Regions from separate parts of the Mus musculus genome. Here all the other regions are linked to region 1. A link is a contact called in public HiChIP or PLAC-seq and promoter capture Hi-C data. All regions are on one chromosome and are shown on one strand. Each heading gives the region's core, a stretch centred on a gene start, on an enhancer-like site or on the middle of the called end of the contact. The rest is flanking DNA. Distances are from core to core; before and after follow the strand shown. Region 1 holds the start of Bnip2 (BCL2/adenovirus E1B interacting protein 2). Region 2 holds the start of Adam10 (a disintegrin and metallopeptidase domain 10). Region 3 holds the start of Mindy2 (MINDY lysine 48 deubiquitinase 2). Region 4 overlaps Rora (RAR-related orphan receptor alpha). Region 5 holds the start of Ice2 (interactor of little elongation complex ELL subunit 2). Region 6 holds the start of Sltm (SAFB-like, transcription modulator). Region 7 holds the start of Anxa2 (annexin A2).

Evidence for each region. Promoter capture Hi-C pulls out the DNA fragments that hold promoters and counts their contacts. HiChIP or PLAC-seq counts read pairs in DNA pulled down with a chosen protein or histone mark. Capture Hi-C pulls out chosen DNA fragments and counts their contacts.
Region 2: a promoter capture Hi-C map of erythroid cells shows a contact between it and region 1, with 6 times the contacts expected there. The contact joins the promoter of Adam10 here to the promoter of Bnip2 in region 1. A contact is called at or near these places in 2 of 39 promoter capture datasets (erythroid cells and liver) and 1 of 115 datasets of contacts at active chromatin or transcription factors (cardiomyocytes).
Region 3: a contact with region 1 is called in a promoter capture Hi-C map of erythroid cells, with 11 times the contacts expected there. The contact joins the promoter of Mindy2 here to the promoter of Bnip2 in region 1. A contact is called at or near these places in 5 of 39 promoter capture datasets (the SN4741 cell line, erythroid cells, liver and 1 more) and 2 of 115 datasets of contacts at active chromatin or transcription factors (CD8 T cells and astrocytes).
Region 4: a BATF HiChIP or PLAC-seq map of CD8 T cells shows a contact between it and region 1, with 5 read pairs. The contact joins the enhancer-like site here to the promoter of Bnip2 in region 1. A contact is called at or near these places in 1 of 39 promoter capture datasets (hippocampal neurons), 6 of 484 Hi-C or Micro-C datasets (the C3H10T1/2 cell line, the G1E-ER4 cell line, cortical neurons and 2 more), 6 of 115 datasets of contacts at active chromatin or transcription factors (CD8 T cells, bone marrow-derived macrophages, embryonic forebrain and 3 more) and 1 of 9 other capture datasets (adipose tissue).
Region 5: a promoter capture Hi-C map of embryonic stem cells shows a contact between it and region 1, with 2.5 times the contacts expected there. The contact joins the promoter of Ice2 here to the promoter of Bnip2 in region 1. A contact is called at or near these places in 4 of 39 promoter capture datasets (the C10 cell line, embryonic stem cells, erythroid cells and 1 more), 4 of 484 Hi-C or Micro-C datasets (LSK cells, embryonic stem cells, myocytes and 1 more), 9 of 115 datasets of contacts at active chromatin or transcription factors (the NIH/3T3 cell line, astrocytes, bone marrow-derived macrophages and 6 more) and 1 of 9 other capture datasets (adipose tissue).
Region 6: a promoter capture Hi-C map of erythroid cells shows a contact between it and region 1, with 6 times the contacts expected there. The contact joins the promoter of Sltm here to the promoter of Bnip2 in region 1. A contact is called at or near these places in 13 of 39 promoter capture datasets (the 3T3-L1 cell line, the HPC-7 cell line, cranial neural crest and 7 more), 1 of 15 datasets of contacts at CTCF or cohesin (the NIH/3T3 cell line), 3 of 484 Hi-C or Micro-C datasets (LSK cells, embryonic stem cells and nephron progenitors), 2 of 115 datasets of contacts at active chromatin or transcription factors (bone marrow-derived macrophages and embryonic stem cells) and 3 of 9 other capture datasets (embryonic stem cells, liver and pancreatic islet).
Region 7: a promoter capture Hi-C map of adipose tissue shows a contact between it and region 1. The contact joins the promoter of Anxa2 here to the promoter of Bnip2 in region 1. A contact is called at or near these places in 2 of 15 datasets of contacts at CTCF or cohesin (CD8 T cells and the NIH/3T3 cell line), 2 of 484 Hi-C or Micro-C datasets (LSK cells and muscle stem cells), 12 of 115 datasets of contacts at active chromatin or transcription factors (CD8 T cells, acute myeloid leukemia, astrocytes and 9 more) and 3 of 9 other capture datasets (adipose tissue, embryonic stem cells and liver).

What each region holds. Positions count from the first base shown.
Region 1 is chr9:69,987,746-69,991,768 of GRCm38.p6, forward strand. It overlaps Bnip2 (BCL2/adenovirus E1B interacting protein 2), which reads left to right and starts at 1,721. Exons shown (of 11, transcript NM_016787.4): 1 at 1,721-1,944.
Region 2 is chr9:70,677,080-70,681,102 of GRCm38.p6, forward strand. It overlaps Adam10 (a disintegrin and metallopeptidase domain 10), which reads left to right and starts at 1,903. Exons shown (of 16, transcript NM_007399.4): 1 at 1,903-2,180. The coding sequence starts at 2,126.
Region 3 is chr9:70,655,272-70,659,294 of GRCm38.p6, forward strand. It overlaps Mindy2 (MINDY lysine 48 deubiquitinase 2), which reads right to left and starts at 1,903. Exons shown (of 9, transcript NM_172772.2): 1 at 1,002-1,903. The coding sequence starts at 1,775. Gm31872 (a long non-coding RNA gene) reads left to right here and starts at 2,400. Exons shown (of 3, transcript XR_379591.4): 1 at 2,400-2,941.
Region 4 is chr9:69,348,124-69,352,146 of GRCm38.p6, forward strand. It overlaps Rora (RAR-related orphan receptor alpha), which reads left to right. Exons shown (of 11, transcript NM_013646.2): 3 at 9-94. It overlaps Gm15511 (predicted gene 15511), which reads right to left. Exons shown (of 3, transcript NR_136934.1): 3 at 766-975. Among named protein-coding and RNA genes, the nearest start is that of Gm15511, 14 kb to the right of the region's middle. Within about 2 kb of position 2,023, at least 13 of the 459 cell types and tissues checked have an H3K27ac peak or open chromatin away from gene starts, as enhancers often do. A contact at or near this core is called in CD8 T cells, where this site is marked.
Region 5 is chr9:69,395,965-69,399,987 of GRCm38.p6, forward strand. It overlaps Ice2 (interactor of little elongation complex ELL subunit 2), which reads left to right and starts at 2,034. Exons shown (of 16, transcript NM_145618.3): 1 at 2,034-2,089; 2 at 2,982-3,123. The coding sequence starts at 3,083.
Region 6 is chr9:70,540,604-70,544,626 of GRCm38.p6, forward strand. It overlaps Sltm (SAFB-like, transcription modulator), which reads left to right and starts at 2,112. Exons shown (of 21, transcript NM_025690.4): 1 at 2,112-2,478; 2 at 3,367-3,454. The coding sequence starts at 2,317.
Region 7 is chr9:69,451,671-69,455,693 of GRCm38.p6, forward strand. It overlaps Anxa2 (annexin A2), which reads left to right and starts at 2,013. Exons shown (of 13, transcript NM_007585.3): 1 at 2,013-2,069.

The DNA of each region.
Region 1 (4,023 bases), core at 471-2,970:
AAATGAGGAAACTCAAGACCACAAAAACCTCACTCTCTGGCATGATTGCAAACGATTTTCTGCCACCGTGTGGGGAACTCTGCACACTGCAGAACTAAAATACAAATTGGAACTCCGGAAAAATCTGTAACTGGAGAGAAAATGCTTCCTGTGGCCAAGTGGTTTAACTAAAACTTTGTGGATCTGTTTGTCATGTTTCCCCCTCCAGCAATTAAGAAAATTGCTAGGGGAAATAATACTAACACAGATGATAGCAACATTCCAAGCGCCCATCTCAGATACATGTACTGTTCTGTCTCAAAAGCCCCATGAGGCGGGCATTATTTTTTTCTCCATTTTATAGGTAAGTCACAGAGCTCTTAACTCTCTGCCAACAGAGAACAAATCTAAACTGTATCTCTAAAGAACTGTGTTTTGGATCCATTTAAAATAGTTTTGACTTCACCATTCCTTTTAGGAGTAATAGGCTTGCCCAAATAGTTACCTACTAGCTCTCTGGACAGGTTGAGCACGTTCAACTTCTAAGAGGGATGACCTTGCCCTCCAAAATAACAGCCCCTTGAAGCTGCTTAAAAGGACAGCTCATAGACGGAAGCCATTCAAAAAAATTGTTAATGGCCCACACAGAAAAGTACAGAAGTTGAGATCTTTTGAGAATTTTTTATTGGTTATTTTATTTATTGACATTTCAAATGTTATCCCCTTCCCAGTTTCCTCTCCACAAACCTCTTATCCCCTCCTCCCCCTTTTTGAGGATTTTTTTTTTTTACGACAGCCAATTTTAGGACTGTTGACTGTGATAATAAAATATTTTACATTTACTGACTTCACTTTTATTTTCATTTTTTCTACGTCATCAAGATAGGACCCACAAATAACTGGGAAAAGCATGTTTTAAAGCAATAGTTCTAAACTTTCCTAAAGCTGGGACCCTTTAGTACAGTTCCTCATGTTGTGGAGACCCCCAACCACAAAATTACTCCGTTGCAACTTCAGAACAGTAATATTGCTACAGTCGTGAATCGTAATGAAATTTCCTATGATCTCGGGACCTTCGGAAGGTCCGGAGTTCAAATCCCAGCAACCACATGGTGGGAACGGAAAGTTCAGATAATAGAGTGCCTACCTAGCAGCAGTCAGGAAGCCCTAAGTTGTCTCTATCTCTACCACAATGTGGTAACAATCATGTAGATAATCTCAGCTCTCTGGAGACTGGGGCAGGAAAATTAGTTTTCAAGGTTATTTCAGATACACTGGAAGGAATTCAAGGCCAACTCGGAACACAGGAGAGGAGTCTGGGGAGGAGAGGGGTGGGGTACTTATTACTCTCTCAGAAGCATTACTGGAGAGAAAAACTATTCACGTCGGAAAATTCTATCAAAGTAGATTCTTCTAGGACCTGGCTATCGTACATAAGACATCGACTATTTTTCACCCCCTTTTCATTCACTCTGTAATATAGTTAATATAATGTCAAGTAAAGGAAAACAGAGAGAAACGAATAGCTCTTTCAAGACAGCGAGGTTAGGTCCCTACAGTAACGTTAAGTGCGTGAGCCTTAGAAAGCTGCGCCCTCCTCCTCCCTCGCCAGCAGCAAGCCAAAGCCTTAGCTGGCCCGGGACAGAAGGGCTCACGGCTGCGCATGCGCAGAGAGGAAGCCCGCCGAGGATTTTAGGAAAACGCCCCGCCCCCGCTTCCTCCCTCGGCCGCGCCCGGCGCCGGTCCGGAGGTGGTCACTTCCGCCGGGGCGTACGCACTGAATCCGGGTCAGCTGCAGCCGCCCGGACTGCAACTAAGATCGTCCGGGAAAAGCTGGGCCCCGTCTCCACAGCCGACCAAGGGCAGCGGGCTCTGCCCGGCGCCGCTTTCTGCGACCTGGCCGTCAGCCCCACGTCGCCGGCCTGGAGGGGCAAAGAGGACGAGGGGGCCGCGGCTTCCTCCGGGGTGAGCACGGCTTGGGTAGCGGGCCGGGCTACGGCACAGCCGGAGGGCTGCGGGAGGATCGGCCAGGCCAGGCGGGGGTGGCGGCCGTGGACTGGCGCGTTCGCGTTCCGGGTCCGAGCGCTGCCGGGCCCCGCCCTGCCTCGGACGCTGGTGCCAGGCTCTCGCCCCCTTCCTTTTTCCGTCTGTGGCCCGAAAGCCTGGAGCGGAACCTCCCGGTTCCTGGCTTCCCCTAGCCTCGTTTGTTCCGTGTTCCTAACCGGCGTCAGTCCAGAGCAGAACAAAGAAACTTGGGCGTGTAGTGCACCCCATAGCCTCGGGGGGATGGACGCAGACAGCATACACAGACAGCATCCTATAAGTCATCAGGGCTCTCTTGAACCTTCCTGAGTGTGATATCCTATTGTAGGGTGTGTACGTCAATGCCTGATCCTTGGCTGTTCTCAGACACTTAACCTCTTCATTTAAATACCGGCTAGGATGCTTTGGATTGCTGTATGCATGCGATGCCACTGGAGAATTCTTCCTAAGTCTGTTCACGTTCAAGCAGAAACTTATTTGGATCTATATTACGTTACTTCGAAACTTCCTTTGTCCTAGGAACTCTATGAGGACACAACTTTTGCAGTGTTTATCAAAGTATTTCTATAAAAGTGCCTTTCATCTGCAATTGCATCTTAGTATTGCTTTCTTTTGCGTCACTTTTAATTAGGATGTTTTCCCTTATACTTGAATTCCCATCTTCAATGAAATGCACGTTTTCTTATGATTTATTAGAATCCTTTAATTGTAGAGGGTTTTTTTTCTCAAAGGTTTTTTTTTTTTAATGTGTCTTGTCATGTGGTATAGGCGACTGCAGAGGGCATCGGAACCCCTGGAGCTGCTAGCATTATAGGCTGTTGTGGTGGGAACCGAAATAGGCTCCTGTGAAGAGCAGCAAGCATGCTTAACTACTGACCCACTCCTCTAGCCTTCACTTGTAGAAACTCTGTAATTCATGAGTGGGTGTTCCTTCAAAGTTAGAGTTGAAGTTATCTAGTTTAGTTACCCATACATGAAGTTACCAATGTTTGGTTGCCTCGCACATTATTTTTTTGGCTTGGTTCTTAATCAATCTCTATCTCTCAATGCCATTCTTAGGTCTTTTCTAACTTGCTGGACTAGGAAATGTGACATGTGCATAGCGTAGGGACTGAATTACCATAAACCAACATACTTACATCTTTAGGCATCGCAGGACCTTTCACCCTTAAGTATAACCACATTTGGTTTTACAGACAGGTTTGTTATAGATCTGGGGATCAGGACATAGGGTCTGTCTTTTGCCTCTTGTCTAAGCTAAATGGCTAATGACATTGCATTCGACCTCACTGTCTTAGTTTGGGGTTTACTGCTGTGAACAGACACCATGACCAAGGCAAGTCTTATAAAAAAACAACATTTTAATTGGGGCTGGCTTACAGGTCCAGAGGTTCAGTACATTATCATCAAGGTGGGAGCATGACAGTATCCAGGCAGACATGGCACAGGCAGAACTGAGAGTTCTACATCTTCATTCCAAAGGCTGCTAGTAGAAGACTTCCCAGGCAACTAGGGTGAGGGTCTTAAGACCACACCCACAGTGACACACCTATTCCAACAAGGCCACACCTCCAAATGGTGCCACTCCCTGGTCCAAGAATATACAAACCACGACACTCACACCTGTTGGGCACTGACGCTCTAACTACTCATTAGTTTTTAATGGGTAGAGAAGTAAAGGTGAAATACTCTTTGGGGCAGTGGTCCTGATTGTTCTCTCTGTAGCGATGAGAGAAGGGGACATCTGAGAACAAAAGGCTATGTTTCTAGACCAAGAGTGGCTTCGGCTGGCAGTATTCAAGGTCTTATGCTAAGATTACATCCTACGAAGCAAGCAAGCAAGCAAGCAATATCACAGATAGTCCTGACTTGGCATTATAACCAGCTTCTAACAAGCAGACTGTTTGAGATCAGGTGTTAGAGTTTGGTCTACTTAAAGGTGCCAACACATCTCTAATACCTTCTGCATACTGATAGTTTAATAAATGTATTCTAGGTGTT
Region 2 (4,023 bases), core at 653-3,152, 690 kb after region 1:
TTAATCCATCAAAATAGTTCCAAAAGGCAATTTTCATTTTACAAGGGAAATGCCAAGGTTACAAAGAATTTTGAAATAACCTTGCCAAAGTCTATCAGCTTTTAAGAGGCAGGGGTGGGAGTCAAACTCAAGTGGGTTGTGATGCATGGCATCAATGCAGACCTTACCCCGGTACATTTTCTCACTTTCCTCTTCACTTGTGAAAATGCCAGTAATGGAATTAAGACTTTAAGCAAAGCAATAGTCCAAACTTGTAACATGAAAATACCATTCATTATTCATTCATATTTTTAAAGAAAAGAAACAGCATTTTAGATGTAAACTCCTGCGATTTCTTTGAATTAAAAAAGAAAATGATCTTTGCTTATGATTATTAGAATTGATTATAAACAATACTACCTAATATCAAACTTGTCACAGAGATGGATTAATAACTCAAAAAGTCAAAACTTCTACTGCCTGTGAGTACATAAGGCAGAAACAGCGCATGTGATAAGCAACATGTCTGCAGGTTACTCAGAATAGACACTTTACAAAAGGAAAAAGAAATAACAGCATTCAGTTACTCTGTATTGATTTTATATGCTTCAGTAGAAACGAATGGACAGGACAATCATGATGATGTGGGAAGTTCTGACTGCAGTATTGAGTTTAGTAATGTGAAGCAAAACAACAATTCATTTTTCAAAACAATTAAAATAAGTATATTCCTTAAGTAAGGTGTGACGGTGCATGGAAGATGGGAGGAATCAGAAGTTCATGTTTACCCTTGGCCTCATAACCACTCAAAGAATAACCTGGGATAATTAGATGAGAGATGGGAGATGGGGGTGGGAAAAGTATTCTCATCTTTATTTCTGTTTTCTTTAAAAACCACATTATCTACATTAACAATGTAGGTTGTAGAAAATATATAGGGCGGAAGTAAAAGGTTTGCAATTTATTCTTATTATCAATAATATAAACTCATATTCTTTGAGTCAACCGAAGCAGAGTTAAGTATGATGAAGACGTTGTAGTTCTTTTTTTTTTTCATTTATTCATTCGCGTTACATCCGAAGAGCAGCCCCGCTCCTCTCCTCCCAGTCCCACCCTTACAAATCCCTCCTCCCATTACTCCTAAAGTTGTAGTTCTTGAATACGAGTATAAAGAATCAAAGCGAGTAAATGAGAAGTCAAATACCGGTTTTGTAGAAGTTGGCATGAAGGAGGTATGAGGGAAACAGACTAACAAGCGAGCATTTTCTGAGCTGGAGACTAAGGACCACCGGCTTATTTATTTATTTATTTATTATTATGGCTAAGGCCTAGTAGGTGACATACATTTGCTAATGGTTCGGGAAGATACCCCTTTGGGTATTTTTTTCTTCCTGTTGGATCTTTCCTTTTATGTTCCCATCAGAGCTGTGTATCGCGGCTAAAATCATGGTTTGCTGGGACTGCTTTTGTTTACTTGGCAGCTGCAGAGCTTCAAAAGAAACAGATAGAGAAGCAAGGAAAACCTCTAGTTTTTTGGAGGCGAAGAAGCCGAAAGCCCTTCTTGACAGCTTCGGGGTAGGGTGTGATTCCAAGAGACAGTCCTTAACAGCTGGAAGAACCAGGTAGCACTTTCACAGGGAAAAGAGCGCTCCCGCCCGGGGCGGTGGGCGGAGTCTCCAGCGGCCCCGCCCTCCCAGGCCAATCCCTGCTCTCCGCCAGCGGACAGGAAGCAGCGGCGGGGCCTAGCGGCCCGGGCGCTCGCCTCGGCACGCATGCGCATTATCCCGGGGCGCTTGGGGGAGCAGGGCGGGGCGGGAGGCAGGGGTGCGGCCTCGCGAGTGTATTGGGTGCCGTCGCGTCACGTGGCGAGAAAGGAGGCGGAGGGCCGCGGCTCAGGGAAGGGGCTGAGACCAGGCGAAGAGCGAGGGCAGGGAAGCGGGGAAGGGAGGAAGGAAGAGGCCGAGGGGGAGGGAGGGCCCTGTTTTGGCGGAGCAGGGCGCGCGGCTGGGCCCCTGAAGTGGAGCGAGAGGGAGGCGCTTCGCCGGGTGCCACTGCCGGGGAGGCTCGTCGGGACCCAGCGCCGGTCGCGGCTCCCTCAGGATCGATGCACCGCGGTTAACCCGTGAGGAGGCGGCGGCCGGGGAAGATGGTGTTGCCGACAGTGTTAATTCTGCTCCTCTCCTGGGCGGCGGGGCTGGGAGGTGAGACACGACCCCGGGCGGCGACGGAGCGGCGGTCGGTCGGGCCGAGCGCAGCGTCGCGGAGCCGGGCCGCGCGTGTCAGGTCTCCTCGGCTTCTGTCAGCTCTCTCAGCTCGCCTCAGCCGACCCCGAGCGACGCTCCCCGCGCGCTATTGTCCCTCGCGCGCCCCGACCGCGCTCCCGCCGGCGGCGGCCCGAGCAGGCTGCGGAGCCCCGGGCCAGGCCTTCCCCGCCCCCACGGCCCGGCGGCCCTGCCTGCCCGGCTTCTCGCGCCGCTTTCCCCGGGAGCGGCGGAGCCCAGGCCAGCCGCCCTCGCGCACTCCGCAGCCACCTCAGCCCTGCCGGGGTCCGAGCCCCGGGACCGCGCAGACTCGCAGCAACTTGCGAGGTTGGCAGCGCGGCGGGAGCATTGTTCTGCAAGCGAGCGAGCGGACCCGGGCCGGGTGTCGGACGCCGGTGTGCGTGTCCCACCCGAGTGCCTTCCCTCCGCCTCGTGCTCTTTTCGGAGTGTTTGTAGCCAGCGCGCCGGAGGTTGTGTGTGTGTGTGTGTCTGTCGTTCTGTCTGTCTGTCTTCTGTCTCCCCGGGGCAAGACTTTAGTTGACTGAGGAGAAGGGCAAGCCGTTTTAGGATGCTCTTCGATCCATCTGTCTTTTTGAGTTGAGTCCACAGAGAAGCAAGACCGACCCTTCCTGGGCGAACCAACTTGCAGAGTTTTCTTAAACTCTCAGGTGGAGCAGACGTACTGCTTAGTCAGAGGATTGTCAGGGCTGTGCTCCCTCCCCCTGCAAATTGGAGTTCACTGTTGCTTCAAGTTTCCTGATGCTTCGGGTTTGAGACAGCGGTATTTCATTCCCAGGCTTTCCTAGGACAGGTTGCATGATTATTTTGTTCCTATGAGAAAGTGCTTTACCATAGGTAAGCTAATTTGCCGCCCAAGTGTCTGGAGAGAGGTTAGCTTAAAAGCATTGAATTGGAAACAACCCCCAGAACTTCCAGGGGTGCTTCGGATGGTTGTCAGCAGCCTAATTTGATACTTTAGAAAATATCCTAGTGTTTTCTGTAGTGTATTGTCTGTGTTCATCCCTTTGTCTCATTGACTTAAACTGCAGGACCCAGCCTATTTTTGTCTGGCATTCTGCTTACTCTGAAGTTGGTTTTGTGTACTCAGTTTCTGTTGTTGTGTGTACTATTCATTTATTAAGTACACATTTTAGATGACAGCCACTAATAGATGCTTATTTTTGTTTTGTTTTTGTTTTTTGTTTTTTTTAAGAACCAGATTGCAGACCGTTTGTAAAGAGCCTCTTTATTTAACATTTGTATTTCTGTAACACGGCTTATAGTCCTGGCTGGCTGTTTTCACTTTTTGTGATTATGGTCAGGAATTAGACACTGTTCTCTATGAGGTAATAAAATCTAAGTTAAATGTGATACACTTTGATAAGTAGTGATACAAAATGCCTTTTATTAAGGAAAACTAAAACCAATGTGGCCTGTTGTTTGGGGAAAAAAGTAAATTAACAGCATAAGCATTGTGGGTGAAGAGTTTTATTCAGATCTTTGGAGTTTCTTTCTGCACTAAGTAATGATTCAAAGGCCAGGTTTTGTTGTGCTTCTGCTAAAAACTTAAAAAAAAAATAAAAGTTTTCACTTAAGTATTATGTCAAATTTGTAATACTTGAGTATGTAGGTATATTTATAATTTGGGGCTGTGGAATGTAGCCCAGTGGCAATTGCCTAGCAAGGCCATGCAAGGCTTTGGATTCAACATCTCTGTTTAAGGCCCAAAACTCCTCCTATGTTTATTTGTAACTCATTATACTATATGCTGGGTTTTTTTTTT
Region 3 (4,023 bases), core at 653-3,152, 670 kb after region 1:
TTTGAAAACAGGTGCTGAGATGCATCCTCTCAAAACCCAGATACTGCAAGCTTAAATATGACACTATATTCTGAGGCCTCAATACACTTGCCCTTCCCTTCCTGTTCTCCAAGACCTTAGATTTATCATTCCTTATTTTAGTTGTTAATAGTTTTAGCTTCCTTAACAAACATTCTAATGTACAGTTACTAGTAAAAATGCCAAACCTTTGAAGTAGAGTCAAAGAAACAAGGAAAGTAAAAACAAAAACAAAAAATCATACACAAGATGAAAATACTGTCTTTGGAAACAAGTAATTTATGGTAAGTAGGCTCAGACCAATGCTTTTCCTTAAATGGAATTTGTCTAAAAAGTTGTATCTTTCCCATCACTGTTCTTTCATGCATCCACACCACAGTGGGACAAACAGCCTTTTCCAGAAAACACGCAGATAAAATCATTAAAACTTACTCCATAATATAAGATTGATAGTAACTGAAGATCAATCACTGTTTCCAATTTTCACTGTTTTGCATATGTAATAATGTCAGTAAGGAATAATATAGGCAAATATAGCTAAAAATACTCAGAAGATGTAAGTGCAGGGTGCTCTGGATTCTGCTTGTTTATAGGTAAACCATCAGTTACAACCTTTAACCGAATGTTGAATTTTTAATACAAAAAAGACCTTAAGTTGGGGGCAATTCTTCCTGACATGTTGCCACATGAATAATCTTTCAATAAAGAAATCCTGGAATTAATTTCATGTAATAAGAGACTGTTAGATATAGGGGTGCATGTCTGTAAACCTAGCACTCTAGAGGCTGTAGCATTAAGATCTTAAACTGTTCGAGGACAGTTTAAGCTACACAGACAAACCTTGTCTCAAAAAAAAAAAAAAAAAAAAAGGAGGAGTCTGATGAATGGAAGGAAGCCATCAGCTGACAAACAGCAGTTTCCTCACCCCATTTTGCCCCTCCCCACCCCACAAGCTGTAGGAAGTAGAAAGCTGCAGAGTGTACCTTCCAGGCGAGAAGCAAAACATTGAGGATGGCCAGCAAAGGGCAGGGTCCATTCTCATTCTGGGTGATGATGGGCGTGTTCTCCTCTTTCCACTGGATCCATTTGATGTGATACACCGACTGTCCGGGAAAGCGTTCTTTGGAGGCCGCTAGCACCTGAGCCGGGTCCTCCTCCTCCTCTTTGCATAGAGGTGCAGCCCTGGGCGGCCCCGCCGCGCCCTCCTCCACGTCCTCGGGGACCCTGGTCTCTGCTCCCTCCTCACTATTGAACTCAGAGCTACTGGGGAAAGAATGCAGGTTGGAGAAAGACTCCAGGGAGTCCAAGCTGGGCGAGTCCCCAGGGGGGCTCGGCTCGCTGCAGCTGCTGCTCGGGGCGCCGGTGCTGCTGGGCTCTTCCGCCGCCTGCTCCACCCTGCAGGTGCCCGTGTCGCCCACTGGCCCCGACCCTCGGCCCGCCGCGGCCTCGGCCAGCTCCGGGGAGGCGGTCACCTTGTGCTGCCCTCTTGAAGGCACCTCCGAGGCGGCAGGGCTCGACGACGCGCCGTCCTTCAAGTCCGAGCCCGCGCCGCATCCGAGCTGCGAGGGGGACGTCGGGTCCCCGAGGCTGCTCCGCGCTGCCGCCGCCGCCGCCCCCTGCCCGCCGCTGTCCACCGCGCGTCCAGCGGGACCATCCTCAGCCTCGCGCCCGCCGCGCCGTCGCCCTTCCGGCGGCGACACTCGCCCGGCCGCCACCCCTAGTTCCAGAGGCTGTGGGCTGTCAGGGCTGTTCTCCATCCCCGGCCGCCCGCCCCTGGTCCTATAGACACCGCGGCCGGCTCTCCTCAGCAAGCGCCTCCGACGCCATGACAGCCGCTCTGTAGCAGCTCCAGCGCCCTAGCGCGGCCTCGGCCAGGCACGTCACCGTAGAGGGCGGCGGGAGCGCGCGCGCGTGCCCCCGCCCGCCCGCTCGGAGCGTGCCTCCGCGTGACTGCGCTCGTTGAAGCGCCCGGACCCACTCGGGGAGCGCTTCTCCCCCGAGGCCACGCCCCTCCCGCGCGTTCAGGCTAGGGAAGGCAGAGCGAGGCCAGGGGCGTGGCTGAGGGCGTGGTCAGGGGCGCGGCTCGGAGAGCCGCAGCGCCACTAGGAAAATAATCTTGTGTGTGCTGCCGGAAGTTGAACTCCGGGGCATCCCCGCTGCGCGCGGTTACTTTAAAGGCAGTGGCTGAGGCTTGTAGGGAGTGTGGTCTACTTTGGGCTTGAGCCTGGTGGACCCCGAAAGTGGTAGTAGCATTGGAAGACAGCCATTCCCTGAAGGCCTCGGGAGAGCTGGCTTTTTCTTTTCTTTTTTTTTTTTTTTAGCTTTTAATGTTGAGAATTGGAAGCATTTCTTAGGAAATGCAAATTTGAAAGGCGAGTTCTGTTGGAGGCTTTTGGAAGACTGCGCAGTACAGGGACAACTCTCCCTGGGTTTTGGCTGAGAATCGCTGCGCTCCCAACCAGCTACTGGTTTGCCTTGCCGGAGGTTCAATGAGGTTGTGGATATTGGCCTACGCCCCAGGCGAGAGGGTAAATTTGGTCCAATAATAATAAATCAGTTTGCGTTTGAAGCAAGCCAAGTCTTTGCGGTTCTGTTCACTTGGCTTCTCTTTGCACAGAGTGGGAAGCTTCTGCTTCCCGAAAAAATGACTTTTAAAATTAGAATTGACTTCTCATCAGGGCTTGACATCTGCATAGAGGATGGACAGAGTTGCCTGCAACTTTTTTTTTCTATTTATTTACTTACTTATTTATTGGCAAGAGTGGATATAGATCATCTAACCTGCTCTGGAAAAGTGGGGTGTTTTTTTTTTTTTTTTTTTGGTTTTTTTGTTTTTTGGTTTTTTGTTTTTTTTGTTTTTTTTTTTTTTCCTGGACCCTTCCCTCTTCAAAGTTGTCTGAGAATATAAAAATGAACAAGACAGGTGGGTCTTCCTTTAGTATCAGGTATACAAATATATGGTGCATCATGGATTGTTACACTTCTGTCCTGCTACTGGTTAGAAAAGTAGACAAATTAATGCATTATTTTGCTCATTCATGTGTTAGCACCAAGCATGTTACTGAATACTGTGTTTCACACTAAAAATATCACTATTATCTTCTCAGAAATGATGATCTCTTTCTCGGCACTCTCTTCGACTTCTCCCTCTTTCTTCCCACCTCCAACTCTCTCCTCCCTTCCTTTCTTTTCTTCCCCCCCCTTTCCTTTTTTTTTTTTTTTTTTTTTTTTTTTTTTTTTTTTTAGGGCTGGGGCTCAATTCATGTATGACAAACACTCTACAGAGCCCTCTACTACTTTGCTTATCTTATTTCACTTTTGTTTTTTGAGACAGAGTCTCAATTTGTAGCCCTGGCTGGCTCTGCCTCTCTTCCAATTTGAGAGTCTCACCCTGTGTCTTAGACTAACTGACCTGGAATTCACAGCAATCCTCTTGTACTTTTTCTCCCACTCCAATTTTGAGATTATAGATGTGAACGCTGTGTTTTTAAGACTGGAAGTTATCTTCCTTTCTTTCTTTCTTTCTTTCTTTCTTTCTTTCTTTCTTTCTTTCTTCCTTCCTTCCTTCCTTCCTTCCTTCCTTCCTTTCTTTCTTTCTTTCTTTCTTTCTTTCTTTCTTTCTTCCTCCCTTTCTTTCTCTCTCTCTCTCTCTCTCTCTCTCTCTCTCTCTCTCTTTCTTTCTTTCTTTCTTTCTTTCTTTCTTTCTTTCTTTCTTTCTTTCAATTGAGGTTGGGTCTCACTATGTAGTGTAGCTAGCCTGAAAGTTGTTATGTAGGCCAGGCTGGACTCAAACTTTCAGAAAATTGCTTGCCTCTGCTTCCCAAGTGCTAGAATTAAGGGCATGTGCCACCATGCCAAGCAAGATCGGCAATTCCTGAAAACTGGAAAAGTTAGAAAAGATAATGGAAAGTTTTTTCTGAGTGTTGAATTTTGGAGTTCATGTTGATCCATAAGCAATAATTCCTGCCATCACCATTGAGATTTTTCTTTTTCTTTTTTTATTAG
Region 4 (4,023 bases), core at 773-3,272, 640 kb before region 1:
TGTTGCAGCTCAAATTGAAATTATTCCATGCAAGATCTGTGGAGACAAATCGTCAGGAATCCATTATGGTGTCATTACGTGTGAAGGCTGCAAGGTAAGCTGTTTGAATTGTTGTTGTTCTAGTCACGTTACGAGGCATCTTTGCAATTTCTATTTTTTACCTCCCGTCTACCTAAAAGTTCAACTCCTTGAGATTCTGAGTGATGACAGCAGGGTGTGGTCAGTGCTGTGTTGTTAAATTGTAATTGCTGCAGTTGCATAGACTCTAGTCCTTTCTTCAAGACGTCAGAAGAATCAAGAGCAAGGGACTAGAGTCAATTGCTCTGATGAGGTACCTCTGGGATGAGGAAATAATGGGTCAGTGGGGAATAGCATGCCATGTTCGAGAACTCGGGACCTGAATTCAAATCCCTGATGCCTATGTGAAAACTCCAGAAATGGCCACTCGGCCTGTTACCCCAGCCTTCTGGGGTAGAGATCCCTGAGGCTTACTTGCCAGCTGCAGCAGTGAGCTCCAGGTTCAGTGTGAGGCCCTGTCTCACCAGAATAAAGCAGGAAACTACAGAAAAGGACACTGACATCCTATGCTGGCTGCCCTTGCTGCAAAGTGCGTGTGCACACACACACACACAGAGACCTGGGGTTGCCCATTACTGGATTTATGAGAAGGTATTTCCCGTAAGTTTCACACGGCTGTGACTGAATGTTTCTGTTGCTATTCAGATGTTAAGTTATGGGACGAACTGGGCTTTACTCCTGGTGTCACCTGCCCACATCTTAGTCTTTTAATCCCTCCACTTCATCCATAAGGTAGCCGTGACACCTGCCCTTCCCACCTGTTAGGATATTCCAAGAATCAGAGGCACTTAAAAGTATCCTGGAAAGTGCCGCTTGAGTCCACATAGCATCTTCATTATCACTGTTGTGACCGTTTGTATGGTGTGGCCTTGGAGCCATGGATACAGAACAGGCTCACTGTGAGAATGGAAAATAGAGATGCTTATCTTAATCAATCCAAGACCGTGCCCCCCAAACTGTTATTCAAATTTCCATTGGTTAAATTTTAAATTCTTCTGCTTGTATGGGAAGAGTCCTAAGACAGGGTTAAAATAGCCCAAAATGAGTGGGAGAGTTGCTATTTGATACAAAAGGCCTAGAAGACAGTAATAGCTAAACCCAGATTAGCCCTGAGGCTTTTTAAGATTGGGGGTTGGGGGAAATCTGTGAATTTGGTTTGCTTTCCATTAGTGAAAACTAGAATGTATTGCATAAGATAGAATCACCTGCAGACACACATACATAATGGCTGAGATATTTGAGGGAGATTAGCCTCATAATTTTTTTAAAATTCTTCCTTTCACTGCTAATCCTATCATTGGCTGATTTACATATATGTAAATGCATCATCTAGACTGCAGGTTAATGGAGATGGATTTTTAAACATTATTGTGCGTATTTATTTGGAGCAGGAAGAGGAGTAGTCATGGCATGCACATGGAGGTCAGATGACAACTCGCAGGAGTCAGTTGTCTCTTTCTACTATGTAGGTCCTAGGAACTCAGGTCATCAGTCTTGGTGGCAAGTCCCTATACCACTAAGCCACCTCACTGGTCTAAAGCATGGGACTTTTGTACATCACCAGATCCTTTTGTACTTTTTAAAAAGGCCACCCACCTTTCAGAAGTGGGGAACTTGTTACTTGAGGGGAATTTTGAATTATTCATCTCTGTGGTTAAGACCTCATTCATGGTACTGGATTTAAAAAAAAAGAAGAAGAAGAAATCTATACCCCTTTCTTCCTTAATCTGACCTCTCTGAAATAAATTATTTTAAAAGTGAAATACTTGGGGCTGGAGAGAAGGCTGGGTGCATAACACTGCCAGCTCTGCAAGTATGAGGACCTAGCATCTATGGTTAAAATAATAGTAATATTAATAAAAAGCTGAGTGTGCTTGTGTGCACTGTAACCCCAGGATTGGCAGAAGCAGAGCCAGACAGATCCCCAGAGCTCACCTGCCAGCCAGCAGAGCTGAAACAGAGAACTTCAAGTTCAGTGACCATCTCTGTCTCAGGTATCAAGAGTGACAGAGGAAGACACCCAGTGTCCTAAGTTGAAATACTAAGCTAGCTATGCACATGGCCTGTCCAAGATAGCTGGCTCAACGTCAGCCTCGGTGTCCCCAAAGTTGGTGGGAGCACCAGGTCCTCTCTCATCCCTACAACAGTGTCTGCTCTGTTGTGGTCCTCCGCATGCATGGCCTTTGTGTGTGGCCCGTCCCCTGGGTGTCTGTGCCACCTGCATCCTTGTATCCTGCCCCAGAAGCCCAGCAGTCACTCTGAGTCGGTCAGCTGTGCCACTGGAGTTCTGTGTATTGACCTGACAATGCATGATCTAGAAAAATGAAAATCAGGGATAGAGAGGGGGTGACTTGTGTGCTATGCCTTAGGCTCATTAATGACAGGCTATTCAGTGAGTCCCGAATTGACAGAGTACCAATGCATTTACACACGCACAGGATACATTTCAAGGCCCAATATTTATCCTGGAGATAATAAATAACAGACAGTAAGGCTAACAGCAACTACAGTCCCAATATATCTAGACACCTCCCCTCCTCAAATCCTGTCCATGGAACACCTCCATGTTGAAATGGTGTTCAGTTGGTGGTGGTTCTGCTCATCTGCTCATGTGACTTCCAACAACGAATGCCACTAAACCATTAGAGTGTGAGTTTTTCAGTATTGTACAGTATTATGAGTTTGGTTTTAAGGGATACAATACCTGTTCTATATTGTAGTGTCTGACTGTAGTTATTTTACCCCTAGTTATGGTGAAGTATACGAGTTCTGCCACTATTGTTAATTATCATATTCTAACCAGGTGCCAATGATCCCACCATGACAAATCATAAATCATTTTCTTCCTGGCAGTATAATTAGACATAGGAGGGTAAGCCATATTGTATATCAAATGGATCTGTAGTAAGAAGGGGATAGAAAATGGTCTGGGTTGTTGTATCAGTTATCTTTCTATTGCTGTGATCAAACACAACAAACACAACTTATAAATGAAAGCATGTCATTGGGTTTACAGTTTTACAGGGTTAGAGTGTGTGACCCCATGGTAATAGGAAAGCTAAGAGCTCGCATCTCAAACTGCAAGCAAGAGGTAGAAGGCAGGAAGGAGTCTGTTGAAACCTCAAAGCTCACTTCCAGTGACACACGTCCTCCAACGAGACCATACCTCCTAATCCTTCCCAAACAGGTCCACCAACTGGGGACTAAGTATTTGAACAAATTGAGTCCGGGGGGGGGGGGGGGGCGTTGGGGAGGAGCATTCTCATTCAAACACCACAGTCGTTTTCTGAGTTAGCTGTGTTGTAGGTATATCTAAAAATCGACCTGACCATAAAGAAGCCAGACAGCATGACCCTTGGAGATCTAGACAGGGGCAGTGCACTACATGGCCCCTGAGTCTGCCCAGACTACCCGGGTTAGAATTCTGCCTGGGACTTGTCAAGTTGAGCAGTGACCTCATCACGTAGAGTATCAATCCATTCCCCCAGCCTGTTAGGCAAGGGTAGCAAGCTGCTTGCTGGAGTACTCACACGCATCCAGGTCAGACACTTGGGAGTGGCTTGGATGTGCAGCGGGGGTGCTTGCATACCCGAGAGCTGGCTGTTGTTACCCACACTCCTCTATACCTTGGCAATGCTCAAGGTAGACAGGTAATATTAATGGGATACCCATGGTCTAGTCTTGTCTTCTGTAGCCATTGGCACTTTTTCATGCCAATACACATGATAATAAATGTAATACTAGAACTCTCCCTTGGGGCCAGCAGCACTCTGAGGAATCCAAAGATGTAGCTGACTGACTCCTCCCTCAAGGAGTTTGTGATCTGTCTGTAGAGAAGAGGCCTGCGCAGGGCAAAAATGATTGTGTATAAACTCACAGATGCCCATATTCCAGCTGATGGCATTAGAGGAATCTGGGCCTGGTTCGGTTTCACAGGTACCACCA
Region 5 (4,023 bases), core at 784-3,283, 590 kb before region 1:
AATGGGGGACAAACATTTCTATCACTGCCATACCCAGGTCAAGAGAATAAAGTTTAAATGTGTAGAACAGTCATTAAATGAAATGCTAACAGAAAGCTTCCCTAGCTTCAGAAAGGTATTGGACACTCATAAACCGGAGACCTCTGGATCCCCAGAAAAGACATGAGCAGAAAGAACCATCACCATTACATAACCACACTGTCAAGAGGATAGGGCAGCACTGGGGCTACAGCTCAGCGCTAATGCCTGGTTAGCATACTTAAAGCTCGGGGTTAAATCCCCAGAACAGCAGCAAGATAACAGCTAAATACGTGATAGAAAAGAACTGTAAAATCTGCAAAGCACTAAATCACATTTAATAGAAGCCCCATTAGAGTAAGAGGAAATTTCTCAGTAAAAGCCCTACAGGCAAGGAAAGCACAGAATGACATATTTCAAGTCAGGAAAGAAAACAACTGCCAATCAGGATCACTATACTCAGCAGAGCTATTCTTCAGAAATGAGGGGGAAACAAAGATCTTCCAAGATAAGCAAAAACTGAGGAAACTGGGGACTACCAACCTTACCTTACAATGGATACTTCATGGGGGACTCAGAAGTGAAAGAAAGATAACATCATGGGTGTGTTAAAACAGTAATGTTACTAGAAAATACACAAAAGACATATAGAAGAGAATCAGATATTTCAAGCAAGTGAAAGAGGGAAGATTAAGATGAGTAAACTTGAAAGGGGAATATTTATTTATTTATTATTTATTTATTTTTATTTTTAAATATTTATTTATTTATTTTCGAGACAGGGTTTCTCTGTGTAGCTCTGGCTATCCTGGAACTCACTCTGTAGACCAGGCTGGCCTCGAACTCAGAAATCTGCCTGTCTCTGCTTCCCGAGTGCTGGGATTAAAGGCGTGCGCCACCACACCCAGCTTAAAAGGGGGTCATCATTTATGGTTCTAGCCACAACATCTTGTCTTAAAAGATTTATTTTTATTTAAATGTCTCCATGTGTGTACCACATGTGTTTGGGTACTCTCGGAGGGCAGCAGGTAGGAGGGCAGCGGGTAGGTACCAAATCCTCAGGAGCTGGATAACAAATGTTTGTGAGCCACCTCATGTGGGTGCTGAGGACTGAACTTGAGTCCTCTGGAAGAACAGCAGCAAACAGTCTTAACTACCAAGCCTTTTCTCCAGCCCCAGTAACACTTAAAGTGGCTCGTCACTCTCTTTTTTGATCCGTTTACACACGATGACTTAGAGTCCCAAAAATCAGAAGTTCTGGAAAAGCCGGTTTTAGTTTTGGTCCTTCTTGCACTCAACACCAAACAGAAAATATTTGTGCTTAATCCATCTCTTTTTAATGAATTGCTGCAAGAATAGCGTGAGAGACTCGAAGGCCCACTAGCAGACATTGGCCTATCTCTAAAATGAAAAAGAGAGTGGAGTGGAGATTTTGGGTGTAATGAGAGCCTAGTATGTGTTGAGTAGTGCGCTAAATATAGCTTCATTCTTTGTCTTATTTAGACCTTTCCAAAACCCTTATCTGTATGTAATAAAAATTGATGATAGGGGCTGAATATGTAACTTGGTAGGGTGCTTGCCTGTCATCCTGAAAGATTAGGTTCCCTTTCCAACACCGTATACATGGGGTGTGGTGGTAGTGCATGTCTGTAATCCCAACACTCAGGATGTGGGGGTCATAAGGATGAGAAGTTCAAGGTTAGCCTTGGCTGGAGTACATAGGATATTTAAAGTGAACCTGCCCTACTTGAGACACTATTTCTAAGACAGACAGACAGACAGACAATCAAGCACACACATAAAAACTACTGACGAGTCAGGATCAGAATGAGGGAAGCCTGAAGTTACAGCCTGGGTCTACCTGGTCCCTTAACACTGTGGCCAGTCCTCCCTTTGCATTCGCGCGCAGGCCCGTCCCGCGGCGCTCGCGTGACGTCATCACGCGCGGCCGTGCGGGCGCCCTCGGGGCTTTTAAATGAGGCCTTCGTAGGCGGGCAGCAGTGAGTTCAGCACAAAACGTGTGTGGAAGCGTCGGCTTTTCTCGGGGGCCAGAGCCGCTTGGGACCCTGAGGTGGGCGGAAAGGCGGCTGCGCGCCGACTCCGGCTCGTCGGGAACGCGAGGGGCGGGAGAGGGAACATGGCGACGCGGGTCTGAGGCAGCGCCTCACCGGACTTTGCTCACAGGCCTTCCTCGGCGGCTTCCCTCACGTGTCTTCCTCGGCGGCTTCCCTCACAGGCCCTAAGGCTTTCCTCATTCGACCCCTCTCCTTCCCCGATACTTTTGTCTCCCTTTGCTTCTCTGTAGTTCCCTCCCCTCCCCCTCAGCCCCACACTCAGGGGAAAGGAGAGGTAGGTGGTAGGCGGAGAGGGACGCCCCTGAGACCCCATAGGGACCCAGAGGCCAGTTCCTGCATTGGACTCCTAAGTATCTCAAGGCCGCACGGGATGACAGGGACAGACACCCAGCGTGAGTGAAGAAGTCAAGCTACAGCGTTAATTCCGATGACACCTTTAAAGGTGCCTGTGAATTGTTTTCTGGAGTTGCTCGCACCTGAGTGTCACAAGTGCAAAGTTCTCTTTGAAAAGGACACGGTCCCTGGGATCCAGAGAGCCTTTTCTGTGTGCATCGCATGTCATAGACCGCCTCCATAGCTGTATATAACTAGAGGAAATGGAAACACGATTTGTATTGGTGGTAAGGGAGTGAGGGGAAGGGAAGACAGCCCTGCCATAATGTAAACAATGCGAGAACACAGGGCACCCTTCTGGTTTGGGGTCTTACTAACTCAGCTAATGTTGAGGCTAACACTCCTTGCATAAGTTAAAGGGAACGGATCTTTGCTACAAAGAATCGTTCTGCCTGCCTGTGTGTTTTAGTCACTTGAGGTAGATGCTAATCAAGCAAAGGCTTTTTATGACCCAAGGTGATATAGGTTTGATCTTGACCTTTTGTTTGTCTTCAGTTAACTGTAGACTCTAGGAAGGATCCGACCCTCACTCTCTGGGAGCCTTCACTGCCCAGCTGAAATAATTGTGGGCTAGAGTGAAGGAGAATTCTAGGAAGATGAGCTCTAGCATAACCATGAGTGAACCAAGGCTGAACTGGTGAGTTGGTCCTCTTCCTGATCCACTGTGAAGGAACAAGCTGGGGATGGTGGGTATCATAGGAAAGGAGATTTCTGGCCTGGAGAGATTTTATAATTTTTAGCCACCAGGGTCTCAGAAATTACCCTGTTCATATACCAAGTTTGTTGAGTTATAGCTGACTGATTTTTAAAGATTTTTTTTATTATGTATATGAGTACACTGTAGCTGTCTGCAGACACACCAGAAGAGGGCATCAGATCCCATTACAGATGGTTGTGAGCCACCATGTGGTTGCTGGGATTCGAACTCAGGACATTTGCTGAGCCATCTCTCCAGCCCCCTAGCTGGAAAGATTTCAATTCCTAAAATGACAACCTAACACTCAAGTTCTTAGTTATAATTTTATATCATTATTACAGTTTTCTTGTGGAGAAGTGCTCGAATTGTTGTCAATATTTCAGTTTAATTCCTTCACTCAAGTAACATTGACCATAACGTATCAGTCTCAATTATAATGGGATATTTTGGGGTGGGGTGGGGGCTGGGTCTCTCTGGTCTCCAGGCTTACCTGGAGCTCACTATGGAGATCAGTCTGGCCTTGTACTCAGAGAGATCCACCTGCCTCAGCATCCTGAGTGCTGGATTAAAGGTGTGTTCCACCATGTCCAACCTGTACTGAATCATTTACAATTCTTCCTAGTACTAGAACTAGGTATTCTCATGATATCTAGGTATTCCCTAGATAGTTCTGTGCTGTGCAGATGCTCCCCCACACCTCTGGCACTGTGATACCAAAGTGATTTTGAAGTGTTACAGTTTCCATTCCCACAGATTAATCCTTAAATTAATCTCAGTACTTCAATTCTTTATTTCTTTCATTTAACCAACATTGGCTGTATTAGTCTCAAACTAATTTTG
Region 6 (4,023 bases), core at 862-3,361, 550 kb after region 1:
AGCAGTCTCAGCATTTGGGAAAGTGCTTCTTTCTCAAGGGTATCAGATAAGAATACATAGATCTTCATTTTACTCACTATTAGAGGCCCCCTTTTGTTCTTAAAAGGAAACAGCCGAATAAAAATTCCTTCCCTTTGGCTATATCATTACCTTGGGAGTTAGTAATATGATCCCTGGCTAAGAGAATCCACAGATGCTGCTCCAGAAGACAAGATAAGAACAATGATAGAATAACACCTAAGGTTTTACTGCAACCATGGCCAATAGCTGTTGGCCCTTAGGCAAATCTTAACATCTTCATTTATTGTGAAGGGATATGGAGGGATGAAATTGGTATGGAAGATCAAGAATCTTTTGAATTCTAAAATTTGGTGAGTGTGACAAACTAATTTGTGGTATAAGAGAGTGGAACTTGGAATCAGAAGATCTAAGATTATTAGCACAGCACTGGCACACACAAGCCATATGTGTAAGCCATATTTTATAAGTCACTTAATCTCTTTTAGCAGCTGGGAAGAATTAAAGGGGTTGTTATATCCCAGAATTCCTTAAAAGTCATAAAGAAATGCTGAACTGACTGACTGCCAGGTATGATTTTATAACGTCCAGTTTTCCTCCATTTGAACCAATGATTCAGAAAGAGCAACCCAAAGTAAGGCACACCTCACCCTTACTATTTATTTATTTATTTATTTATTTATTTATAAAGGTAGGATTCCTCTGTGTGTAGCAACCCAAAGTAAGGCACACCTCACATTTATTTATTTATTTATTTATTTATTTATAAAGGTAGGATTTCTCTGTGTAGCCCTGGCTGTCCTGGGTCACTCTGCAGATACCAGGCTGGAGTGTAGTGTATCTCAGAGATCCACAAGCCTCTCTCCCCTTAGTGCTGATAGGCATGTCCCACCACTGCCCAGTCCAATTTAAGTTTTATAACCAGGAAACTGGAGAAAGATGTAAAACAAAACAACCTCAACCCCACCTTTGTTAGCACCTTAGCATTCCTTCTAGGCTCCGCCCAACACTTACCTAGCAACAGCCAGGTAGGCCTGGATGGGAATGTCCCCCCCCCCCCTTTGACTCCTTTCTTCCTCTCCCCTCCCCCCTCCACGTGTTCTTGGCCGGGCTCTTCTCTTCTGTCTTCTCCCTTTCTCTGCCTCTACTCCCTTCTCAGCTCCCCTTGCCATACCCCCAAATAAACTCTATTCTATACTAGACCAGTCTTATGGATGGTACCTGGGGTGGGGATGCCTCAGCATCAGCCGGATGAGGCAGTCCCTCCCACCGCTCTATACCTCGCTCTACAAAACATACCCTTGCCTTTACAAAACATCACCCACCAGTAAATGTTAATTCAGTTCCCTGTGTTTCCTAACTTTGTCCAACTTTGTGTTAATTCTATAGATATTTACGCTGTGATGATTAATAATATTAAAATTACTAAGAGATACTATGCGGGCTATTTCTCCATAAAGTGGCCCCTGTCCTTGACATACCAAATGCTGGCGGCGCAGGGCAGAGGATACTGTATAGGATCAGGGCAACATATACTTTTAAGTTATTCTCCTTTTGTGAACAATTTCATTGAGCCATCAGGCCCGTCGGAGGGGATGGGCAAGCTGAGGCAAACGAGGAGAGGACGTTTGCCTGGTAGTTTTCAGGCAAAGAGGGGCTAAGCTTCAGGGGGTCACAGCGTGACACTGTCCCCTGGGCTCTCGGCCTCAGGTTTCGCTGGGCGTTCCGGGGCGGAACCCGCCGACCTAAGTTCACTAGTATACCCCGACCACCTTTCCACGATGATTCCGTACTTCTTCCGGGAAGGCTGGCGCACACGCCCCCTCATTTCGGTGAAGAGACGCACCTACTCTCCCTACTATGGGGTGCCTCTCAAGTGGCGATGGCTCTAGGTAAGAGATGAGAGGAGAAGGAGGCTAATGGAGAGGCGGGAACCGTGGTACCGAGGACAGCTGAGCGGTTGGACACGCGGAGACTTTCCCGGGACCACGCCAGAGGCCGAGCCACCGGTCCGCTGCGAGCTCCGCCCCCTCCATGCCTGCTCAGTGCGCACGCGCACCCGTCATCCGGGTGCCGCTGCAGGTTGCGCTGGAGCAGAGTCGGGGGCGTGGTCCCCGTGGGGGGGCGTGGTCAGTGGCTCATTGTGCGCAGCGTAGCGCGGCGCCGCTGGCCGCCCGGGGCCCGGGTTGGAAGTTGGTGCTGCCGCGGCCACCGCCTCCACCGCCGCTGCCTCCTCCTCCGCCGCCGCCGCCGCCCTGCAGCCCACTAGCTGCCTCGGCAGCGCGTTGCTTTCCCAAAATGGCTGCCGCTGCCGGGGCCGTGGTAGCCTCGGCCGCCTCTGGGCCGGCGGAAGGGAAGAAGATCACGGAGCTGCGGGTTATCGACCTCAGGTCCGAGCTGAAGCGCCGCAACTTGGACATCAACGGGGTCAAGACGGTACTGGTCTCCCGGCTGAAGCAGGTGAGGCCCGGACGCTGCGCGCAGGGCAGCGTAGGCCGCGCCGTTTAGGTGCTACGCTTCCGCGGTCGGGGCGGACCGGGTGGTGCCTGTGCGTGCCCGGCGCGCGGGGCCCGCGCCTCCGCGAGGAGCCTGGCCTTCCAGCGGCCTCGCGAGCCGCCGCCGGTCGCGCCCCCTGCCTCCCCTGGGACGCCCTCTCCATCGGCTCTGCGGCCTGCGGAGGGTGGAGCTGCAGACCCTGGGCGGCGCTGGGTACCCCGGCCTACGGGCGGTGCGCAGCGCGTGCATCTCTCGGGCTCCGAGGCGATGGTTAGTTTGCTGACTTGGCCGAAGTTACCGTTTAATTGTGTCCAACCGTTTCTTCACCCCTGTTCAGAGAAATCCGTAGTGGGAGTTGATGAGTGGATGAGAAGGGAAGATTCATCTTTTTTTTTCCCCACTAGGCTTTTAACTGATTTATTTTTAATTCTTAATTTCTGATTGCATCAGCGTAATCATCCACGTTCTCAGTCCTGTTAAGCTTTCAGGTTTATTCGCGTGAAGCCTTGGAATCGGAGACGGGAACAAGTGTACGCAATACGTTAGGAAAACTCTTCCTTATTTAAGTAGCTACAAACTTTCTGTAATAGAACATATTTAGGTTCTTGTTCAGTATATGTGACATGGAACCATCGACTGGGTGGAATTTCAAGTTCCAGGACATTTCGATACTCAATGACACCCTCCACCCCTTTCTGTGTAGCATAATTACTCGTTTGTGAAGTCGGTTTGTAAAATAACTGGCAATTCTAATGTTTTGAGGCTGGAGGTTTGGTAATATATTTTCATTAAGTTTTTATAAAATAAGTTTAGATAGTTTGTGTAGCATATTAACTTCTCTTTCTAATGTAGGCTATTGAAGAGGAAGGAGGCGATCCAGATAATATTGAATTAACTGTTTCAACTGATACTCCAAACAAGAAACCAACCAAAGGCAAAGGTTGTTACGAGTTCTGAACATATTTTAAAATATATTTTGGTTCTATAACTTGGCTCTGCTCTTGTACCACTCGCCCTGTTTATATAGTGCTATTCTTTGCTATTTCCCTCTGGCACTCTGCCTTCTTGGGTCAAGGAAGAAAGTTACTGTTAGCAGGCTCTGAGTAACTTGCAGCCTTTCAGATTCGGCTGAAGATGACCAGAAAATAAGAAAGTTCTTTATTGATTCTGGGGAAAGGTACAAAGTTAAGTTGCATACCGATCCTTCATAGTAGGAATATCTGAAGAAAGAAATACAGTTTGATCCATGTCTACCTTGCCCCACAATTGGCAGAGTTTTGGTGAAATTCCCACTAGACCTTTCCTTGGCTCTTTGCTGTTCTCTCTAGTATATTCAAGATCTGTAACCTTTGTTTAATGTTTTAATTGACATACTGCTTATTTCCCATTTATTCCATTATGCAGTCTAATAATTTTCAGTGAAATTCAAAAGACCTCATCGATCATACTAACAAAAGCAAAAACCCCACAACTGATTAGCTTTAAAGAAGTTTTAAGGTATGGGGATAC
Region 7 (4,023 bases), core at 763-3,262, 540 kb before region 1:
AATCGTTGCTGGCATTGGTTAATTTGATTTCCAAACCATCCCAACTGTGTCTCAAGGAAGAGTCCCCTCAGATTGGCTTTTGATAAAACGTGTATCAGATGAATTTGCAGACAGAACCAATGAGATCCCCCGATGGAATGTGAGATGCTAAGGAGATAGGACAAGAAGAAAGAGCTCGTATTCAGCAGGACATAAATGAGGCCTGGCCACATACAGCTCTCTGTACATTTAGCTTTGCCAGATGTCCACAATAAGTCAAAAATAGTTTTGGATGGTTGGTGGCTTTTTTATGTTTCACATGATGTCAATTCAATGCTACTTCTGACATTGGACCTCCTACCCTCCCTCACACATGCAGGAATGTGGAGCCTGCGGGCCTGGGTGGAGAAATAACCCAGGGAGGCAGGCTACTGCTTGCTGGTAGTGTGTGCCTGTGTCTTATGTTCCAAGATGTTCACCCCCAGTAGTCAGATAAACAAGGTTTCTGTCTTTAAAGCTGCCCACACTGAAGCACTATGAATGTAAATCAGACATTGTATCAAAAGGGATATCTTGTTTTCTGTTTGTCACTCTGCTGGGGCCAACTTCACAGCTACCTGTCTATGTGACAGTGGGCACTGTGCCTATCTCTTCCCCTAACTGTCATCCTTTGGTTCCTAGGAGTGAATTGAGACCGTAGTGGAAAGTATAAACAGATGTTGATATCAGAAGGGACCAGGGCTGGGAAGATAGTGGCCTAAGATCTTGTAGCTTAAGAACCTGAGTTCTGTTCCAAGTTCAGGTAGAAGGCTTTTTGGCCAACCAATCTTGCCTAATTTGTGAGCTCCAGGCCAAAGAGATACCTTGTCTCAAATAACAAGCTGGGCCAAGGTGGGTGCTCTGAAGGGACAGCATCCTAGAGGCTGACAGCGCCTTGCAGGTCATGTGTGATACACGTGACCACGTGTGATACGAGTGAACCACAAGCACACACAACTAGATGGAAGAGAATCGTTAGAACCTAGAGAAAGCAGAGAGGTAGACTCTGCAAGGACGGAGTTGAAAGACCTAGTGTGACTGGGCAGCGGTGGTGGTGTACACTTTTAATTCCAGCACTGGGGAGGCAGAGGCAGGCAGATCTCTGATTCCAGACGAGCCTAGTCTCCAGACAACCAGATCTATACAGAGAAACCCTGCCTTGAAAAACAAAAACAAAACAAAACAAAACAAAACAAAAGAACCAAAACTAGTGTTTAAGGTATTTCCAGCTCTCTTGCTAGCTTGAAGTTTAATGCGGTGTGAACAGTCACCCACAAACACAGTTCACTACTGCGTTGTTTCCTGGAAAAGCAAGCTAGAAAAGAAACAATATGACCCAGAGAAACAGTTTGTCAAGGAATGAGAAGGGGGAAAAACCTTCAATAACCTACAATTAGGAAAAGACCGTAGGACCTGGGGTGTATTGGAGTACTGGGGGAAGGAGGTACCTTCTAGCCTTACCTCTTAGTCTCCCTAGCTGGTTAGAGGCCTCTCCGCTTTGATTTACAAGGCGGAGTAGACTGTGTAAAGCAGGGCCAAGCGAACACCCTCCTCACACTGCTCCAGCTGGTGACCAGAGGTTAAGCTAATATGTTTGCAGACAGTGATGGAGAGCTGGGTGCCAACGGCCCAGTTCAGAGGAATCCAAATATATGCGCCTTGAAACAATTCTACCCTCCATTACCTCGCTGCCTAGAAGCCTTTTAAAAGCAAAAGAAGTGAGTTGGGCAAGCCAAGCAGCTGAAATCTTAATAACCCAGAGCCAGCCTGAGCAGGGCCCTGTACTCTAGGAGTAAGGGGATTTGGGCGGGGGAAATGGGTGGATACTTGTAGGGCCTGGGGAGGCGGTGGAGCTGTCACGTAGGGCAGGACTGGGCTTGGGCTACGTTCCAAGTTGGATGAGTCACCCAGCAGGGTGGGAACAGGCCGGGGAGGGAGGGGATGTGGGGCGGCCTCGCGCTGGGAGGATGGGGCGGGTATAAAAGCCCCACCCAGCCCAGCCGGGCTGCTCCGCTTCAAGGGAGGCTCTCAGCGATACGTGCCCGGCCCAGGTAAGTGGGGCGCGGCCCGGTCGCCCGCTATGGCCTCGGGGTTGCGGTGCTGAACGGGGAGCGGGCAGGCTCCGGCGATGGGGACCCCGGGAGGCACGGAGAGGGACCCACTCCACCCGGTGATCTGCGAGGCCCTGCAACAGAGTTGCAAAGTGTCCCGCAAGTGACCGTGCTCTTTGCATGCCACTCTCCTGAGGGGTCGGGGCGCAGGGGTCGGGGCGTGCTTCCCCTTGAGGTTTCCTCGGAACGGGGAGACCCTTTGTGGGGCGGGGAGCCGAGGGGGCGGCATTCCAGACGTGCTAGATGTCAGGAGGGGGACTGGGTGTGGCCGCTGGGGGAGCCTCCGGCCCAGCAGTGAGAAGTCCCACTTCGCTTTCCGCACTGCGTTCTCTCACTCTGGACCGTAACTTCTGCAATTTCAGGTGAATTTCCTTGCAACTGAGGGACGTGCCTTTGTGGAGTCGGAGCAGGGTACCTGGGGGAGGTCCAGGGGGCACCAGAACCTCAAGTCTTGACTACTGGGTGCCCTTCTTTACAATCTCAACTCAGTCTTCGTCATGAACGCTAGATTGTCTGCTAGGTCAGCGACCTCAGACTTCATTTCTTCTGGGGAGTTTGTGGCTCGCTTAGAATGTGTGCAGAAGGAAGTGTCCCCGGGTGGTTGTAGGGAACGTTGCCTTGACTGTGCTGATGCCACCATGAATCAGTTGATAGGGTCTATAGAAAAGGGCGTGGTTCCTGGGCCTCAGGTTCCAAAGCTGGCGCGGAGGGCTGTGGTTGGAGAAGTTTCTTTATCTATGAAAGTGGTTTCCGAACTCTGCTGTTGATAGCGCCACTCACACTGAGTTATTGAAGGTTTCCGAAAACAAGTTCATTCAAAAATAGCTAAATAAAGCGTACTGAAACAGTGTCATGCAAATGTAAAAGCAAAGCAAAGGCAACAAAATAACTGTTACTTGAGACAGAGCCGTAATCTCAACACTCAGAAGACTGGAGCAGCAAGATCCCTTTTGAATCCGACCTGAGCTACATAGTAAGTGAGATTCCTGTAGGGGGAAAAACCCAACTACCAAAAAAAAAAAAAAAAAAAAAAAAAGAGAGAGAGAGAGAGAGAGAGAGAGAGAGAGAGAGAGAGAGAGAAAAGAAAAAAACCATGAGCTTATGATCACGATCAAGCTTATTGGTAATTGGTAGAGTACCGTAGTAGGTTGAACTTCATTCCCAGAACTTGAAAAAGCTATTCATGTGTGAACTATTATGCCATATTCAACTCCAGCCCTTAAAAGCAACCATAAACTCTTGGAATTCAAGATCCTCAGCCTGAAACACTCAGGAGTATAATTAGGTGGGTCTGCAACTTGGACTCGGGAAGCCACTTCCCTGCCCAACCCCAACAAAGCTATAGAATGTGTTTGGAATCCCAAGCTAGCACCAGAAAAAGATTAATTTGCAGTGTATCCGAGTTCTGGCTAAAGGCAGGGGAGCAGAATGCAAACTGGGGAGGGTGAGGGGTGATCTGTGGGTAGGAAGAATAAATCACTGATGTGGGGCTCAATTTTTTTCTCCCTTAGTTCTAAAGATAGTCTTGATCAAATCATAAATCCTATCAATTGGAAACCCTTCTCCCGTTTCTGTTTCCTGCATTCCTCCCACTGTCTTGCAGCCTGTGTCCCTTGACCTGTTAGGTTGGCTTTGGAGACTTGCAGTCCCACCCACTTCCTGCTCCTTTCAGAGTATGAAGCACTCTGGATCTGAGTCAGGGAACTTGGAGCCAGCAGAGGAGACCAGGGCAGAGAGATCCCTGTCCTCTTCCGCTCTCCGAAGCACACAGCTGATCTGAAGTCCAAGGGTTTCTCCAGAAGCACCCATCAGGTCTGCTGCAGCAGGGCAACCCACTAGGTGCATCTCTCGGTTGAGGGTTTCCTGTTCGGTGTGTTAGAGGTTCAGGAAGTTT